Linked DNA regions of Gossypium arboreum: all the other regions are linked to region 1. The links are chromatin contacts, called in public Hi-C maps. All regions are on one chromosome and are shown on one strand. The core of a region is the stretch at or near the end of the contact, and the rest is flanking DNA. Distances in the headings are between cores, read along the strand shown. Region 1 holds the start of LOC108479608 (ubiquitin-conjugating enzyme E2-17 kDa). Region 2 holds the start of LOC108467950. Region 3 holds the start of LOC108469809 (COP1-interactive protein 1).

Region 1 (3,216 bases), core at 361-2,860:
CAAGTAATTAATTAGGTACCAATTTTGGGCGTAACGAGGGTGCTAACCCTTCCTTGTGTGTAACCGACTCCCGAATCCGTTTTTTAAACTCTGTAGACCAAAAATCGTTGTTTTAAATCAAACATTTTATTAAAACGATCAAATTACGAGGTGATCTGATCACACTTCATAAAAAAGATTAATGGCGACTCCATTTTCATTTTTAAAATAAAAAGTCGATTTCAAAAAAAAAAGTTCCGATACCCATTAACAGTGTTAAAATTATTTTGTTAAATTCAACTTTATTACAACACTATTTTTTAGTTATATTGCTACAAAGTGAATATTATTTATTTCAAAATGTCACACCAACAAATTCATACAATTATTTTAATGGTAGTGACTAATTTACACAATTATTTTATTTAAAGTGACTAACTTAATTATTTTATTCAAAGTGACTAACTTAAGAAAAAAAGTTTTAGAATGATCAAACTAAGGTTAACTCTATCTTAAAGTGATCATCAGTATAATTTACCCCAAACAAAATTAGGGTGAACAATTTACAAGTTCGATCCAAAAAATTTAAAACCCAATTTACTTTTAAAACAAAATTAAATTACCTCTAAAACCAAAAAAAAAAAACCAAATAAACGTATTTTAGATCGATTTGATCCAAAATCTACATTTAAAAAAAGTATACAAACTATTACCTGACAAACTAAATAATTTAACACAACACAGTATAACACAAGTTTCATAATCCATCACAACATTGCAACAAATTTATTTTCATTAACAATTTTTTTATTTATCAAATAATGAAGTGAGTTTTGCTTGAATGGGCGTCAAATGCTGAAATGAACCGTGTAGTGAAAGTGAAGGATCGGGTTTGGGTGTAGTATTTTTGGGTTTAATTTATTAATTGAGTTTAAATATCAATTGGATTTAATTTTTGGATATTGGCCCAATTAGTATAAATTATGTAACTCAACTTTAAAAATTATAAAAATCACTGAATTATTTAAAATTTTTATTTAAAATATTAGATTATTATTATTATTTTTACAATTAACGAGTTCTAAGCAACAAAAATAAATGATTAGTATGGTAGTTCAAGATCTATCAACAAATAAAAAACATATATTAAATCCAAGTTAATCTAATGATCAATGTATAATATTAGAAAAAAAAGTTTCTTAAATTTTAGTTTGAATATTGATGACGTTTAAAGTTGTTTCATAAGAAAAAAATAGACTGTAAAAGAGAAGGGGAAGCAAAGCTTTTAATTGGTGGAGGTGATGAAGATAGAAAAGTTATACAACATTAATTTTAACAATTTATTAATTTAAATAAAAACTTTCAAATAGTTTAATGATCATTTTGTAACCTTTTAAAATTGAGTGACGAAAACATAAATTTACTAATAATTTAATGACAATGAATATAATTTACCCCGATTACAATTAAATTCTGAATTGAGTTTAGGTTTATAATATATAAAATATAAAATAAAAATAAAAATAAAATATGATTTAAAACCGGTTAATTCAATTTTAATTTTTTAATCAATCCATTTTGCCCAACTTTTTAAACCGAAACAAAAATCAACTATTTGATTTTTGCACACTCCTGCAAATTACCGTCACGCGCCACACGCGGTTGCCAATGCCATCTCTAAAGAGAAGGTATCCGTGTCAAAAGAAATACAAAATAAAATTCTCTTATAATCGCGTGGGGTCTACAAAGATAGCCAATCAGAACACAAAACATCCCAATTTTTGCCTTTCTCTACATAATAATTATAATTATTATTATTAAAAATTGATTTCTGGGAGATTTCTTTTTTAAGCTTTATTTTTGCCTCTTTACATTTCTCCGCTATTTTCAGCAACAAAAAAAAAAAAAAAAAAAACACCCAAACAGACAATAGCCTAGGGCAGGAGGATCTCTCAGGTACTTGTTCTTTTTTCTCTCTAGTTTCCTCTTTATTTCGTTTTATTTTTTGGTTTCTCTTCAATTTAAAATTTTCTTTGTTAGACACAAAAAGCGATCTAGCTTGAAAATTTCTATTTTTTTAGTAAAATTTTGTTTGTTTTAGGGTTTAGGTGATGGCTTCAAAGCGGATCTTGAAGGAGCTCAAGGATCTCCAGAAAGATCCTCCTACCTCTTGCAGCGCAGGTTCATTTTTTTTTCTACTTCGTGTTTCGATTTGTTCATTTCTGAATTTTTTAGATTTGTTCGTTGAAACTCTTTTTTTTTTTTGAAAAATTGATTAGAAATTTTTAGATATCTGCTTTTGAAAAAGAAAATTATGACATAATAATTACTATTGCTGCATAATTCAATTTGAACTATATATAACGAATCTATTTTCTATACTTATTATTGGTCTTTTCATTTTGACCATGATGATTCCATTTTATTCTAACTACAATATATTTATTTTTTATTTTTTAAAAATTTTCGTGTCTAATTATTAGTTAATTATTGTTCATGTCTGTTTGTTAAGGTGTTATTTGGTCGTACGAAATTGTTCATGTATAGGTGAAGTTTGTAAGGAAACGATTTGGATAATTGCATGTATTGAGTATATGAACTCGTCATTTCTGTTATATGTGCTTAAATTTCTTAAGGCAAATAAGAGTAAGGATGAGTGGTTCGTTCAATTTTAATTTGGGAAAAGATTATCATAAGATTACTTGGTGATTGTTCATCTAACTATTGTCCTTTTGCTTATTTTTACTATTGAATTAGGCCCTGTTGCTGAAGACATGTTTCATTGGCAAGCAACTATTATGGGTCCTCCTGACAGTCCATATGCTGGTGGAGTGTTTCTAGTCACCATTCATTTCCCTCCGGACTATCCATTTAAACCACCAAAGGTAGTTGATTGTATTCCTGAACCAAACTAGTTTACATTCTTTCTTGCCTTGGCTCTATAATTTGTATTTTTAGCTATCAAGTGTTGTTATCCTATATCTGTTAATTACTGGATTTCCTGTGGTCTCATTTACAAGTTTGGTCCTTCCACTTATTACTTTTGGTTTCAGTTTGGATGCATAACATTAGTATTCAGGTTGTCTATTTGTAGGCCAAGTTGAGCTACACGTGAGGGGGAGTGTTAGGTGATGTTATCCCACATTTATTAAGTATTGATCATATTTAAGTTGTGCCACTCCACTTATTACCAATTGGTTTTAGGTTGGATGCTTAACATTATCTTTATTGACTATA
Region 2 (3,153 bases), core at 325-2,824, 620 kb after region 1:
TTAGAATATGTATTTCGATTTTTCGACACCCGAATCAAACTCCAGCTAGTTGTATATACATTCTATGATCTATACATGCAGAACTAATTTTCTCATGAAGCATGGTGAATGAAGTACACATTGGTACGAAAAAAAAGAAAAAGGCTAAATGTTTTGAATTTCCTGCAATAGAACATAACCTTTAGAGCAAATTGCTTATCCTGCTATACAAGTATCAGTATTTATTATTTGATACAGAGCATTATTGAGGGTTGGACCCTCAACAAGTCCGGTATTATATTCTTGGAGCGCCTATACTCCATTTTAACCCCAAAATTTTGTCCCAGTGGTACTCATCTTACCCATAAATGCCTATATGCTATAGGGAATGAATTCAAACCACACCATAAAACTCTCAAGTTTCTCCTGGCACTGTTTGCGACTCCTGGCACCAGCATGTGGCGTCTCCATGCCCCGTTCATGGACAGGGCAAAAGCTCGAGGCTAAAACGGAGCATAGAACCCCGAGACAGAATACTAGACCTTTTGAGAATCCAACCCTAAAAAAAAATAAAAAGGCGCTGGGACTTGTTGAGGATCCGACCCTAAAAAATATCACCATCAGTCCATAACCTGAAATGATACTGAAACCTTCATATGCATAGCAATCTTGAATATCAACTCTAGCATGAATTTAACCAACCAAACAACAATATAAACACGAAAACAAAATAAAAAAAGGTTCAGGAATGTTGAATTTTTACCAGCATTTGGTGAATAACCGTTAGCTTCAATAGGTTTTAGCCTCCCATTTTCGGAAACCCCAATTTCTCCCCCAATCCTATTGTTGTTCTTGGAATCATCTTCATCTTGTAGAGTATTAAAACCAGTCTCTAAACATAAAACCCTCTTATCCAACTCCTCGAATCTCTTCCTCAGTATTTCCAACTCAGATTCAGCTTTGGCTTTCTCATTTTCAAGCTCGCAATTCTTGCTTCTCAAATTTATAATTTCGTGTTGTTTCTCATACATACCCTTCACTTCCTCCGACAATCTATTACACCTTTCCTCAGCAGACTTTCCTCTTTCCCTCAAAACCATATTTTCTTCCCGCAACTTCGAAACCTCACCCCTCATGTCCTCCAATTCTTTCTTGCATTTCCTCAGATCATCCGCAAAACCCATTTTTTCCAACCTCTCTTCTTCGAATTTGTAGGAAAATGAATCCTTTGCCTGTTTCAGTGACTCGATTTCCAGCTTTGATTTCTGCTCTCTCGCCAAAAATTCCTTTTCTACCATGGCGAAATCGTTGGAACGAAAAGTGGATTTTACAAGAGAAATCATTTTGGGAATGCTCCAAGTGCTGATATTCCCAATTTCGTTGTCACCCAAATCTGTCGAAGTAATAATTTCATTCTTAATAGCCATTATTTGTGAAATTGAAAACAAAACAAAGAAAAAGGGATATAAAGCGTCGTGAAGAAGAAGCAGAAAAGGAAAAGACTCTCAGGAATTTGTCCTTATTTTGGTGCCCTACTGAGGCTAAATACTTGAGTAGGTTGTACTTAGCCCAAACTGGAAACCAAATATGGCGCACTACAAGTTTTTTGGGTAAAACTTACATAGAAGTCCCTTTATTACGCTAGCTGTTAAATCCTTATTTTGGTATAATACTACTTTAGCCCTCCAATTTTTACACTTTTATTTGATTTGGTCTCTATTCTTTTATTTTAAATAAATTGGTCTTAATCTTTCGCACTATTTTGTTTTATATAATATATTAATAATTAATTAAAATTAAAATCATAATTTCCAATAATTATTAAAAGAAAAACTCTTTAAATTAAGAAAAAATGTGAAATAAGAGACGAAAATGATATGCACAAATTGGATTGACCCATGGATATTGCCATAGTATAAATATTTTCACTACTAGACAAAAAAGAGGTGTTATATCTATTATCTAGTTTTAAATCGGTTACCTGAATATGAAAATGTGATGATGTTATCTACTTTAAAAATAGGTGAATTAATTTTATACATTAAATTAAAGAGTAAATTAATCATTTATGTTAAAAATTTTAAGGTAAACTACACAAATAGTTACTGAACTATGCATATATTTTTGTTTTGATCATCTAACTTTAAAATTTTTAATTTAAGCATTAACATTTGAACTCATTATTGTTTTTATAACATGCTGTAAATTGATAATAAAAAAATTTTAATTGGTATAATGATACATTTAGTACTCTATACTTACATATTCTATCAATTTGATCCTAATTCTAAATAATTTAATAAATTTAACCATTTACATTTACAAATTCTATCAATTTGATCCTCAAACTTCCTAACCAAAGTTTTTATATTTTAAAACAAAGTCATTCCACATCTATAAAATCACAAAACCCAAAAAGATTATATATATAATAAATAAATAAATAAAAACCTTCTCTCCACTAAGTACTAACAAGTCGTTTTCCAAGTCAATTCTTGATACCAATGAGTTTATACTAAATTTTTTCTTTTCTTTTTTTTTTATACTAAATTTTTTCTTTTCTTTTTTTTTACATTAGTTTTCTTCTAAAGATAATATTTTATAACCCTTTAACCAATAAAATTTTGGCTAAAGAAAATAGAAAAACCGTTAAAAAGCCACTTTAGATTTACTATTATTGTTAATGTATTATATTTCCTTTAAGATACATAGAAATAATCCTCAAGTTGGTTTTTGAAATTGAAAATTAAATCTAGAGTTAAAAATATAACTTTGAAAAATCTAATTGCTCAATCAATAATTGCATAAAAAATTTATGAACATTTAATATTTCATAAGAAAAAATGTGAAAGAATTAATTGAATTTCTTTTATTATATTGATAATAATTTTTTAATGTTATAAACTGATTATGAGATTATTATGTGTTCTATTTATTTTTAATTTTAAATCTAAAATAAGCAACATGTATCACTAATAGTAATATGATTTAGTGTCAAATCATATACCAAATTAATTTAAAACTAAAATTATGCTAGTCAAAGTCAAAACTTATTTTTCAAAAGTATTTAACTATTTATATAAATTTATTATATATTATATTTTTAATATTTGTATTTTCTATTATTTTTAATGGTGTTTAGTTAATTTCTAACACCAACTTCTTAAAAATATA
Region 3 (3,075 bases), core at 60-2,559, 680 kb after region 1:
AAAGAAAGATGGGGAATTTAGCACAAGAATTCTACCAGAAACTCGATGATAACATCCGTCTTCTGTGCTTAAGGATTGCGGTTGCTGAAAAAAAACATTACGAAAACAAAGAGAACTACAAGAACATAAAAGAAAGTTTAGAGCAAGAAAACAAAGAACTGAAACAAAAGCTTGTTACTTGTGAAACTGAGTTGACGAAGCTGATAGATAATGCAGAAAAGAAAAGGGAAAATGACGGGGTATCGAATTCAGAAGAAGAACAAAAGTTGAAGTTATTGAAAGCTGTGAGTGTGCTTGAGAAAAAAGTGGGAGAATTGGAGAAGATTAATAAAGAAAAAGATGCGACATTGTTGAGTCGAGAAGAAGAAAAGAGGGAAGCCATAAGGCAGCTTTGTTTGTTGATTGATTATCATCGTACCAACTGTGATTATCTCAAGGAATTGGTCTCAGAGTTGACTGTTAGAATCAAGAAAAAGATATGATTTTTTTTTTTTCACATTTTCAGAAAATTTATGATTTTTTCTTCTTCTTTTCAAATGTTTAAATTCATTCTTTTTTAGAGGAAAGTAACACCGTCTGAACTATCACCAGTACATTGTTTCCACCTAATAAGTCTATTTACTTTATTCATTAATTTTGTAAAAAAAAAAAGAGAGAGAAAAATCTTACATTCTTATCTAGTTTTATTCTTATTCATCGATTTTTATATTTGGTGAATTGAATATTTTAGAGAAGAAAACGTTGAAGCTGATTGAATGGTTAAGTTGGTGTTTGACAAGAAGAAAAGTTTACAATTATATATGTAACTTTTCTTTTGACTCTTTTAACTTATTGTAAAATTTCTTATTTTATCCACCAAAAGAAAGAACACTAATGTAATTTAAATAATGTATTAAAAATATGGTAATTATTTTGTACATGGTCTGCGGCCATCAAAATTGAAATATATTTTTATCTATTCAATTTGTATTTTTTTATTATAATCTATATTCATCTTATTTTATTGGTGAATTTTCTTTAAAAATAGTTAATAAAATTATAAATTATTGTATTAATTATGATAAATAATTCTGGGTCAAAAGAAATTATTACTATAAGTAATATAATTAATAAAATCCTAAATTTTGCGGTAACTATATCAGTCAACGACATTCAAATAAATGCGAAAATTGAAAACACCAAAAAGCGCGGGAAAATTTTAATTATGTCTTTCCGATTAAAAGGAATCAAATCATCTCGCGTTTTCTTCTGACGAGAAATTGAATGGAATGGAAGGGTATAACTGCAATAAATAATAAATGGAAGGGTAAGTTAATTAATATTAAAAGAATTTCCAAAAGATTCAATCTAAAGCTACAAACTGGCTAAGGAAAGTGCTCTCTAAATCTAATACAAACAAATTCATTTTCTCCATTTATTCCTTTTCACTGCTAATTTTATTTCTCAATTCAAAGGAAAAAAGAACAAAAAAAAAAAAAAATCCACAGTCTCTCTTTCTCAGATTTTTTTTTCTGGTTCTTCTTCGTAATCAAGCCTTATAGCTCTGCTTCAGAGGTAATCTTTGATTATCAAATGATTATTCATCACTGTAGTTTCTGTTTCGATTACTTAAACTCTAGTTTTTATCGAAATCTTTGATCTTTAGTAGTTTAATTTTCGTTATCTGTGTTTTATTTTTTCATGATTTTTGTAAAATAAATTAAGCTTTCATCCATTCGTTTTCTTAAACATAAATCTAACTTAAGATTCTCTTTTCCTCGTTGAAAATTATCTTGTATTATTGTATATAGATTCCCAAAAATCCACGTGGTTTTGATTTTTTTAAGAAATAGAATTGAAAATGATTTGAGATCATGAATTTGAATTCAAGTAAATGAAGTTCTTCTTCCTCCTCCTCACTTTTTTCTTTTTGCCTTTTTCAAAAATTTTCCAGATTTTTCTACTTTTTGAACTTTTTGCTTACATCATCTTAGATTCGATTATTACTGTTAAATTCATTCTCTTTAGATTTGAACTAAAAAAATATCTATTTGCTTCAGTAGAAACTTATCAAAGCTTCATAAGCAAGACTGAGAAAACAAGGTGAAGAGGAAGAATCAGGTGAATAATACTGTTTATTTTTTAACGAGTTGTTTTTTTTTTTTTTGGTTACAGTTACAGTTTATTTCCTTTTTAAATTTTAGCAATACTATTTCCTCTTTTTCATATTATACTATAAAAGGTTTTTGAGTAATTGAGTGATAAATTGACTGGGCGTTGCCTTATGTTTTGTCAAACGGAAAAAAAAAAAGGAGGAGGAAAGAACAGCTGACCTTTTCTTTTTCCAAATCAATTTATCAAATTTACGAATGGGTGATACTGATGATAAGATATCCATTCGGTTACGACGACGACGTTTTTGTTTCTTGCAATAATATAATTAAAATCATTAATCTTGTTTATTATCATGCTTAAAAATTAGAAAATTCTTTTTTGTTGGTTTCAGATTGTCATTTTGAGCTGGATTACCCCAAACAAAAACAAAAACAAAAAGAGCTTGGATTTGATATTTCAATTGTTTCTTTCTGCTTGGAAGTTTTTATGTGTTAGGATAGTTGATTTCATTGGTTGTGTCTGTGGTAAGGGAGTAACGATTTTAGTGATAGACATGATATGATTACGCAATATAAATAAAATAAATTAAACAAGACATAATGGATTTATATTTGATGCAGTGACACATCATCTAAAAATGAATATAAGTGGATTTATTTTAAAAAATTTTAGATGATGTGTAAATATGTGATTCATTGACAATACATAATTTATATACCGTTGCATCAAATATTAATTCTATATAAATTTCATTCAAGCAGACAATTTCGAAATTTGTATTATATAAATTATCGACTATCAAATTCATATGCCAAGTATCACACGATTAAACATGAGGACAGGACAATTCAACAGTAGTAAACCATTTTCGGCCCATGTATGGTACTGGTTCTTGGACCATTATAATTTACATTCTATAACTTTGTAGGAGAGGTTTGTGAATTAGCATTTATTGAAAACTTAATGCTCACTTGCTTTGTT

What was found. A called contact is a pair of places that touch in the nucleus more often than the background predicts.
Region 2: a contact with region 1 is called in a Hi-C map of leaf, with 2.9 times the contacts expected there. The contact joins the promoter of LOC108467950 here to the promoter of LOC108479608 in region 1. A contact is called at or near these places in 2 of 5 Hi-C or Micro-C datasets (both in leaf).
Region 3: a contact with region 1 is called in a Hi-C map of leaf, with 2.8 times the contacts expected there. The contact joins the promoter of LOC108469809 here to the promoter of LOC108479608 in region 1. A contact is called at or near these places in 2 of 5 Hi-C or Micro-C datasets (both in leaf).

The regions. Positions count from the first base shown.
Region 1 is chr1:34,117,457-34,120,672 of ASM2569848v2, reverse strand. LOC108479608 (ubiquitin-conjugating enzyme E2-17 kDa) reads left to right here and starts at 1,610. Exons shown (of 5, transcript XM_017782318.2): 1 at 1,610-1,935; 2 at 2,088-2,160; 3 at 2,737-2,864. The coding sequence starts at 2,091.
Region 2 is chr1:33,501,254-33,504,406 of ASM2569848v2, reverse strand. It overlaps LOC108467950, which reads right to left and starts at 1,574. Exons shown (of 2, transcript XM_017768780.2): 1 at 743-1,574. The coding sequence starts at 1,406.
Region 3 is chr1:33,439,148-33,442,222 of ASM2569848v2, reverse strand. It overlaps LOC108469809 (COP1-interactive protein 1), which reads left to right and starts at 1,309. Exons shown (of 4, transcript XM_017770860.2): 1 at 1,309-1,554; 2 at 2,040-2,100. It overlaps LOC108468610 (COP1-interactive protein 1-like), which reads left to right. Exons shown (of 3, transcript XM_053031438.1): 3 at 1-651. The coding sequence ends at 482.